Regions from separate parts of the Urocitellus parryii genome. Here region 1 is linked to region 2. The links are chromatin contacts, called in public Hi-C maps. All regions are on one chromosome and are shown on one strand. The core of a region is the stretch at or near the end of the contact, and the rest is flanking DNA. Distances in the headings are between cores, read along the strand shown.

Region 1 (4,762 bases), core at 1,271-3,770, 280 kb after region 2:
TTAGAGAGAGAGAATTTTTTAATATTTATTTTTTAGTTTTCGGTGGACACAACATCTTTATTTTTATGTGGTGCTGAGGATCGAACCCAGCGCCCCGCGCATGCCAGGTGAGCACGTTACCGCTTGAGCCATATCCCCAGCCCTCATTACCATATTTTTTATTTTTTTTTTGAGAATTTTAATTTTTTTTTTTTTTTTTTTAGTTTTCGGCAGACACAACATTTTTTTTTTTTGTATGTGGTGCTGAGGATCAAACCCGGGCCGCACGCATGCCAGGCAAGCGCACTACCACTTGAGCCACATCCCCAGCCCATCATTACCATATTTTAAAGTACATTAGTCCCTCAGATTCCTTAGAGGACTAGTTCCAGGAACCCCTGCAGATACCAAAATCTGAATGTTCAAGTCCCTTACATAAAATGGTATAGAATCTGCATATAATTTGTGCATGTCTTCCTGTATACCTTTAAATTGTCTCCAGATTACACATAATACCCAATACAATGTAAATGCTTCGCAAATAGTTGTTATCTGTACTGAAATGTTGACAAGAAAAAAATCTACACATGTTCAGTACAGAGTTTAATTTTAAAATAACATTTTTATATATATGAAGATTTGAAGTTGGTGTCAACATACCTTATATACAAACAGAGATATGAAAAATTGTGGCATATATGTGTATTAAGAATTGTAATGCAGGGCTGGGGATGTGGCTCAAGTGGTAGCACGCTCGCCTGGCATGCGTGTGGCCCAGGTTCGATCCTCAGCACCACATACCAACAAAGATGTTGTGTCGGCCGAGAACTAAAAAATAAATATTAAAAATTCTCTCTCTCTCTCTCTCTCTCTCTCTCACTCTCTCTTTAAAAAAAAAAAAAAAAGAAAGAAAAAAAAGAATTGTAATGCAAAAAAAAGAGTACGTGTATAATGGCATAATTTGGCGTGAACATACTTTACATACAGAGTTACGAAAACTTGTGCTGTAAATGGGTAATAATGAGTGTGATGCATTCCACTATTGTCATGTATGTAAAAAATAAATAAGTAATTAATTAAAAAAAATAACATCTTTTGCAAAGAGAAATTTATTTGCAAGGATACACAACCATGGCATTGTTTCTAATTGCAAAAAGTTGATAACCTTTAAACTCTAGCAGTAGGAGTGCTGGGCATAGTGGTAAAAGCCACTTGGAAGGATGAGGTAGGATTGTGAGTTAGAGGCCAGCCTCGGTAACTTAGTGAGACAATGTCTTAAAATTAAATAAAAAGAGCAGGGAAACGTAGCTCAGGGATAGAGTGGCCTGGGTTCAATCCCCAGCATCCAGCTGGTGAGGAATCCAGCAGCAGGGAAATGGTTAAAAATCAATGGCACCTCTATACAATAGAATATATTAAAAGGTATTCTAGGAGTAACTCAGTGGTAAAGCACTTGTCTTGCATGTGCAAGACTCTGGGTTCAATCCCTAGCATCACATAAATACATACATACATACATACATACATACATACATCTAACATGATAATAGGTGGTATTGTCTGGGAAGGGGCTCAACGGAAATTAAGCCAAAAGGCTTCACACAAGCTAGGCAAGCACTCTACCACTGAGTTACATCACCAGCCCAATATTTTTTAAAATTACACTGACAAAGATTATTAATCATTAATGATTTCAGATAATTCTCCTGATATGAAAATAACGTATAAAAAGAAAACCAGAAAGGTAAAACACCATAGACAGTAAGAACCCAATTCCCTTTAAATATAAACACACACTAGTAAAAAGGAGGACCTGGTCAGCAACTCAATACTGAGAAACCTAGAATTACAAAGAACTAAATGAAATATTTTTAAAGCAATAAAAAACATTTCAAAAAGCATAACATCATAAAGACTCGAATAACACTCCCTGGAATTATTAAAGAAAATAATAAAAAGAAAACCTAAAAACAATAGCAACAACAAAAAGAAAAGCTAGTGGGAAAACCGAAGCTCTCAACGTGTATTTACCCAAATGACTAGATGAAATGCAAATATAACAGAATTCTTAATTGGGAACCGGGTACAATGTGCCGAGACCCCCAATTCGCCGTCTAAGCCAAGACAAGACACGCCCCCTCTGAACCTCAGTTTCCCCACTTGTACAATGAGGAGGCTGCACAGGACGTGGTCAAACATCCCTTCCCAGTTCAAAATCCTGCGCTTTCCGCTTGGATGTGAAAGGAACTCTGCCGGGGAGAAAAGACCCAGTCGGTTCACAGAGCCCGGCGGGTAACTCCAAGCGCCCGGCAGCGGGCACGAACAGGGTACCCACGCCCCTCCCCCAGCAGGCTGCCGCAGCTGGCTGCAGGCCCGTTATCCTCGCCGCGGGCTGTTCCCCGGTCCACGCGACTTCAGGCCTGCCTCTCCAGCTCACCTCCCCAGAGTCCAGGTCTAGCTCAGGCGACCGCTCCTCGCGCAAAAGCGCCCTCGGGCTCGCCCGGCCCCTCTGAACTCACCTCAGCTCAAGCCCGTGGGGCACAGAGAACAATGGACGGGAGAGGCCCGCCCTCTGCCATGTTCATTGGCTGTAGAGGATGGCCCCTGGGAACTCTGCTCTCCTACTGGAGGAGACAGTGCTCAGTCTATCAGCGGGAGGGAGACTGGGCCCGAGGCATTATGGGAGATGTAGTGCATCCGAAGACAACCAAATCACCGTCCGGGAGCGAGTTAGGGGTAGATAGCCTAGACGGTGCCCAAAGGCAATAGAGAAAAATCCGCGGACTGGTTGTCGGTACCCCAGTGTGGCCAAGACTGTACCCTGAGACAAATTATTTCACTTCTCTAAGTCCTCCCTGTATTTGTCTATAAAAAGTGAAAGTTGGATGGGGGGAAAGTCCTTTTCAGCAGAGAACTGTATGGCAAGTGATGTTGGCACCGCAGACAGGCCAGTACAGACTCTGAACAGGAAAGGGATCCGTGCAGGAAACGCGACTCAACGCTCACCCTGGCTCTTCTCCCCGCAACTTGCAACTCTGCACATGCACCCAGCTTTCGCACACCCCTTTGTTGTCACACGTGGTGATTCTACGTCGGGGGAAAGCCCCGCCCCGCCTTCACTGCCTCCTATCTTTCCGATCCTCCTTCTTGAAGCTTGCCCCATCATCACCTACCTACTCTGAGATACCTTCCCAAGCATACTTGTTTGACAGCTCCGTTTGTTCTTACAGAATTGCTTGTTAATTTCAGCAGTGGGTGTGTAGGAGTAAGAGTTTGACTTCTGTCTTGGTATTCCCATGGTTGGTGCTGCTGAAGAAATAATTGCCCCAACACTACATAAAAACAGTGGAAATACTTCCCGGAAACCCAAGTGGGAATCTAAGAAAGGAGAGAAACACACTCTTAATGGTCTGTGATAGAATAATTGTATGTGTTTGTACAGAGTAATTACTGGAGGCACACACAATCAAATGCTGCATTTATGTATATTTGTTTTGGGGTATTGTGATTTGAACCCCAGGCTTGTGCATGATAGACTTGCATTCTACCACTGAGCTATATCCCTGACCCTATTAAATTTATTTTGAGACAGAATCTCCTTAAATTGCCCAGGTTGGCTTCGAACTTGTGATTATCCTGTCTCAGTCTCCTGAGTAACTGAGATTTCAGGCATTTTTCCACCATGTTCGGCTTGCTTTTAAATTTTGTTTATTTAAGAGTGTTTCATTTCTTACTAGTGACTTTAATCTTATTTTCTGTGAATTGATTACATTCTTTTCCATTTTTTAAATCAAGTTTATTTGTAAAAGTTCTTTGTATAATAAGAAAAGTATTCCTTTGCTGCAGAAGTTGCTGCTATTTTTCTCAGTTTGCTGTTTACTTTCTGGTGGTTTATTAAATTTAGAAATTTGAATTTTTCACCAGACATAGTTGTGCATGTATGCCTGTAATACCAGCTACTCAGGAGGCTGAGGCAGGAGGATCGCAAGTTTATGGCTAGCTTCAGCAATTTAACAAGTCCTGTCTCAAAAGTTAAAGGGGGGGGGGAAGGGGGTGTTAGGGTGGCAAAGAATCCCCAGAACAGAAGAAAAAGAAGGAGGAGGTCGAGGAGAAAGAAAGAAAGAAAGAGAAAGAGAGGGAGGGAGGGAGGGAGGGAGGAAAGAAGGAAGGAAGGAAGGAACTCAAAAAAGAAAAAAATATATTTTAAAAAAATTTTTCATGTGGTCAAATTTGTTAATCTTGTTTTTTTATAGATTCTGAGTTTTGTGTTAGTCTTCTGCCCCACTCCAAAGATCATTTGAAATTCACATGTTTTTCACTAATTAACCTTCTTAATTAATTCAAATACAAAGATGCAAAGTAACATTCAGCTTTTGCCATTGGGTGACTGGATTGAATCCCGCCACCAATAGCCAGCTACACCCTAGTAGCATCTTAACAAGCAAACAGCACCACCTCCAGGCCACACTGAGAAGTCTACACTAAGGTTTCTGGAAGCAAATTCCTGGCCAACATTTATTCTAGTTGTCAGCATTCCTAGGAGATCTGAAAAATGATTAAGGATGATGACTTTGTGCTGAGGGTCATTGCCAAGTAGGAATGACGCATGGAAATTTCCTTGCCAGCGTACCCCATGCTGCTTAGAGGACATTCGATGGGACATTGCATGTATGCTTTAGTAAGGTGACCTTGCTCAAAGACCAGGGCGGATCCTGGTTTAGAGCTGATCAGGTTTGAGGAAGTTTCCCCGCTCCTTGAGTTTAAGACAATAGGGGTTTTAGGG
Region 2 (4,480 bases), core at 915-3,414:
CTCAGCCTCCGTGTTCTCCAAGCCATGGGTCGCAGGTTTGAGAGAAACGAACTCTCCTCGTTTGGGTGTCTGCTTCTCCATGGGCCAGATCTTCCAGCTGAAAGACAAAGACAGAGAGGGCCCAAAGCTAAAGGGAGAGCCTGCAGGATCCAGGAGCGGGGATTGAGGAAGTGGGGAAGAGGGCAGGGTGGCAGGAGCAGAAGCCTGGAAGCACCAGGCCCTTGCCTGGGGGTTTCATAAGCCATCCCAGAGCTGGCTCCTCATTGTGCCTCGGACCTCCTCCTCCTGGGCCCCTCCAACACATGGAGGAGGTGGCCCTTCTTACATTCCCTTCTGAACCTGTCCTGTAAGCTCCAGGAGTTCCAGGCCAAAACAGCAAATCCTGCCCATTTCACAGGGAAGGAAAGGAAGGAAATGAGTGTGTATCTGATACAGGCATTTTTCTGAAGAGAGGCCCTGGCTTGCCTCACTCCACACAACAGGTTAAAATCACTTGCCATTAAGTGATAGGCTCACATGTTGATGGACACACAAAAAATAAACCATGGTAAAAAAATAACTCCTATACTGCCCTCAAAAAGGAATCTGCAATTAATGTCAGTCAAGATCCATCTTTGTGCCAGGCACGGTGGTGCATGACTGTAATCCTAATGGCTCGGGAGGCTGAGGCAGGAGGATTGCAAGTCAAAGCTAGCCTTAGCAAAAGCGAGGCACTAAGCGACTCAGTGAGACTCTATCTCTAAATAAAATACAAAGTAGGGCTGGGGATGTGGCTCAGTGGTTGAGTGCCCCTGAGTTCAATCCCTTGTATCAAAAAAATTCATCTTTGCAAAAAATCTGATTTCCACATTTAGCCAGTATAGCCAGCATATATTTCTGATCCATAATGCATGGATTCCTTCAAAGAAAAAGCAATCATTAAACAAACTTTTAAAATTTAAAAACAACACAGTTCTTATAAGGTAAATAATGTATTTAGCATGAGCATGAATTATTTTCATATAAATATAGAAAATAGAGAAAAGGCCATGCCTCTCATTTGTAAGCCCTTGGGATTAGAGGTTCTTTGTTTTCTCCTTTTTTCCTTTCTCTTTCTTTCCTTTTTTCTTTTTCTCCACTCCCCACCTCCCTGGGGTGGGGACAGGGAGGTAGTTTTGTTTTGTTTTTTTGAAGCACGTGTTTAAGGTTTAATCTTCTTCATGGAAAAATTATGACTGTTGGAGGACTTACTGTGCAATATAAAAATCTCCTCATGCTCTGGCAGGGCTTGGATGGTTCAACTCTATGCTGCCTGTCTGCACTCGGCCCCAACGCCCTCTGATTCTCTACTGAAGAGCATGTCCTTCTCTTTGATGCAATACTTCAAGGGAAAAAAGTAGTGATATGCTTATTGTATTATACTTTTCCACACTTGAAAAATGGAGACACAATATCCTGAAGACAACAATCTGGTCCCTAGATAACTACCCCTGGACTTTTTCATGCCAAGAGCCAATAGTTCCTTTTATTTTTTTCCCCCAACATTGGGGATTGAACCAAGGGGTGCTCTACCATTGAGTTATATCCCCAGTCATTTTTATATTTTTATTTTGAAACAGGGTCTAGCTAAATTATTGAGGCTGGCCTCAAACTTGCAATCCTCCTGCTTCAACCTCTGGAGTTACTAGGAGTGAGCCACTACATTCAGTCTATAGTTCCTTTTTTGCTGAAGCTCAATTCATAGGCTTCAGCTCATCTGTAAATAAAGTCCTAAGTGAGACCCTGTCTCCCTACTCCCATTCCTCCTCCTTTTTTCCCTTTGGGGATTACCGTACTCTATCCCAACAGCAGACTGTTAAGATAACACACCCAGACATACATACAAACAAGCAGGGACACACATTGAGTGCGTATGCACACACACACACACACACACACACACACAGCCTTGGAAGCCCTGATTCCAGCACACACACAGATACAGCTGCACAGAGAGGACAGGACCTTATTCCTACTCACATATTTGTGGTGACAGGTGGTTCTCAGGAAGAGATGGAAGCACAGGTTTCTCTAGGGATGAGCTGAGCCAGCCTGCTTGTGCTTTGGCCTGTCTTCACCTTTCAATGGAAATTCCTGGGCAAGGTCCAGAACTGCAGTAGGTTGGGCTTCCCCAGAGTCCAGCGACACAAGGCTGCCGCAGGATCCCAACCCTTATTGAGGGAAAAGAGGGTGCGAAAGGGAGCCTACAGAGGTCTGGCCCGGGGTAGCTTCTGCCCGACCTGGCTGCCTCCCACCAGAAATGCCCTCCCTCCACTCTCCCTGCTCCTGAACTGACCTCTTCCAAGGCCAGATCTGGTTCCTCTCCTCCAGGAAGCAACCTTTGGTATTCCTGCTCTCCCCCTTCCGGTTTCCATCTGTCATCCCCTGTATTTCACCTTCCATTTTGCATCTCACTCTCTCTTCCTCCCTGGATTAGTAATTATTATAACAACCTATTTTCCTAAGCTTGGAAGATAGGGAAGGTGTGTAGCTGTCACAAATAGGAAGCGTGTTGCAGGTCTAAGCATTGAAACAGTCACGAAAGCAAAACAAAATCCCACTGTTTCCCTCTTCGTTTCTTTCTTTTTTTCCCCCTTTAAACTAAATGCCTAAGCAACATTGTGCAAAGTCAAGGGACGAACAATTTAGTTTTTCAGTCTTCAAGCTAAGCATTAAGCTTATCTGACAAGATTAACAAACATTTCTTTAATAATTAATAGTACACACTAAGGACAAAATCCTTTATGGCACAAAACTACTTCCTGGTAACATAAGAGCAGAGCACCTGGTACAGGTACGCAAGTTGTTTTGGAAGTTTAGATGACGGATGGACGGAGGGACCCCTATTCTCTAAAAACTTCCTTTACTTTGCCCTTTTTTGTTTGTTTTGCGGTACTGAGGGTTGAACCCAGGAGCACTTTACCACTGAGTAAGATTCCTGGCACTTTTTATTTTTTATTTTGAGACAGGGTCTTACTAAATTGCTGAGGTTGGCCTCAACCCTGTGATTCTCCGGTTTCAGCCTCCTGAGTTGCTGGGCACATGCCACTGCACCTGGCTTCTTTTTCTCTTTCATTCTAATTACCAAAACATTAGCTGGGCTCAATGGTGCATACCTGTAACCCTAGCTATTGGGGACTGAGTGGTGGAGGTGGGTGGTTTTGAGGCAGGAAGATTGCAAGTTTGAGCTCGCCTGGGTAACTTTAGGGAGACCCTATCTTAAAATGAAATAAATTTTTTTTAAATTTTATTTATTTATTTATTTATTATTAGTTGTTCAAAACATTACATAGCTCTTGACATATCATATTTCATACATTTGACAAAATAAATTTTTAAAGGCATGTGTGTGGGGGTGGGGCTGGAGATACAACTCAGTGGAAAAGCACTTTGGGTTCAGTCTCCAATACAAAAAAAAAAAAAACCAATCTAATTACCAAAGTAATGACACATACATTTAAATCTTATAGAAAAATACAGAAAGCATTAAAATCCCCCTAATCTGAGCCCTCCACAGATAAGGATTATTGAGTATTTGGAATTTCCCGCCTATTTTCCCCCTAAGTGTATACAATTTTTCTGTTATTCATTTTCCAACAGAGATCCACAACATGTCCACTCACATTGGTGGGGCCACATGTCCCCTTGATTGTAGACCGAATGTTTACCTTGAGCAAGACACAGATGGACTCAAAGCTGCCTCAAAGGGGGCCTCCTTGAGTCCCAATGAAGGGCAAAGGACTATATTAATTAACTTCTCCACCTCTGCCCCTTCCAACTCCTCCTGTCGCCCCTTTCCTCCTGTCATCCTCCCCTCCCGTCCCCGCTTGGTGTCTGTCGGTGCTCAGAGGGAAGCCAGTGTATCCAGTGGCAACCAGGTTGGTTTCAAAACATTCATTGCAGCTTCATGGGCCTGATCTCTAGAACAAGAGTCCAACAGGCTGTGTGTTTGTGGGATGAACCTGGAGCACAGAGCCCTGAGTTCTATGTTCTAAGTGAGATTCACTCACTCCAGACTCTCCAAGTTAACTTGTTTCCTCATCTGTGAGCTGGTGAAGGTAGGTAAAGTACCTCGGAGAATTAAATGACAAGCTTGAGAGAGAGCCCAGCACCTGAGGCCTTCTTCTCCTTCTCCTTCTCCTTCTCCTTCTCCTTCTCCTTCTCCTTCTCCTTCTTCTTTGTGGTGCTGGGGATTGAAGCCAGGGCCTTGTGCATGCAAGGCAAGCACTCTACCACTGAGCTACACCTTCAGCCCCCTGAGGGCATCTTAACACATCGTAACTCTCCAAGTCAGGGGACCAGTGCCTATTCCCTGCTTCTCCCCTCATGGACTAGTGGCCGGCAGGGATCCCAGGCCTTGTGAAGCCAAATTCTTTTTAGGTAGCATTTGGCTGAAAACCCAGCGCCGGCAACTGGGAGACTGGAGAGGTGAGGACTGAGACTCCCCAGGAGAAGACCAAGA

Evidence for each region. Hi-C and Micro-C count contacts between places; a contact is called where the count stands out from the background.
Region 1: a contact with region 2 is called in a Hi-C map of liver, with 2.6 times the contacts expected there. The contact joins the promoter of Zscan2 here to the promoter of Slc28a1 in region 2. A contact is called at or near these places in 2 of 2 Hi-C or Micro-C datasets (liver and muscle).

What each region holds. Positions count from the first base shown.
Region 1 is chr6:132,386,179-132,390,940 of mUroPar1.hap1, forward strand. Zscan2 (zinc finger and SCAN domain containing 2) reads right to left here and starts at 2,521. Exons shown (of 3, transcript XM_026388250.2): 1 at 2,499-2,521.
Region 2 is chr6:132,103,307-132,107,786 of mUroPar1.hap1, forward strand. Slc28a1 (solute carrier family 28 member 1) reads right to left here and starts at 2,165. Exons shown (of 18, transcript XM_026388249.2): 1 at 1,999-2,165; 2 at 1-97. The coding sequence starts at 81.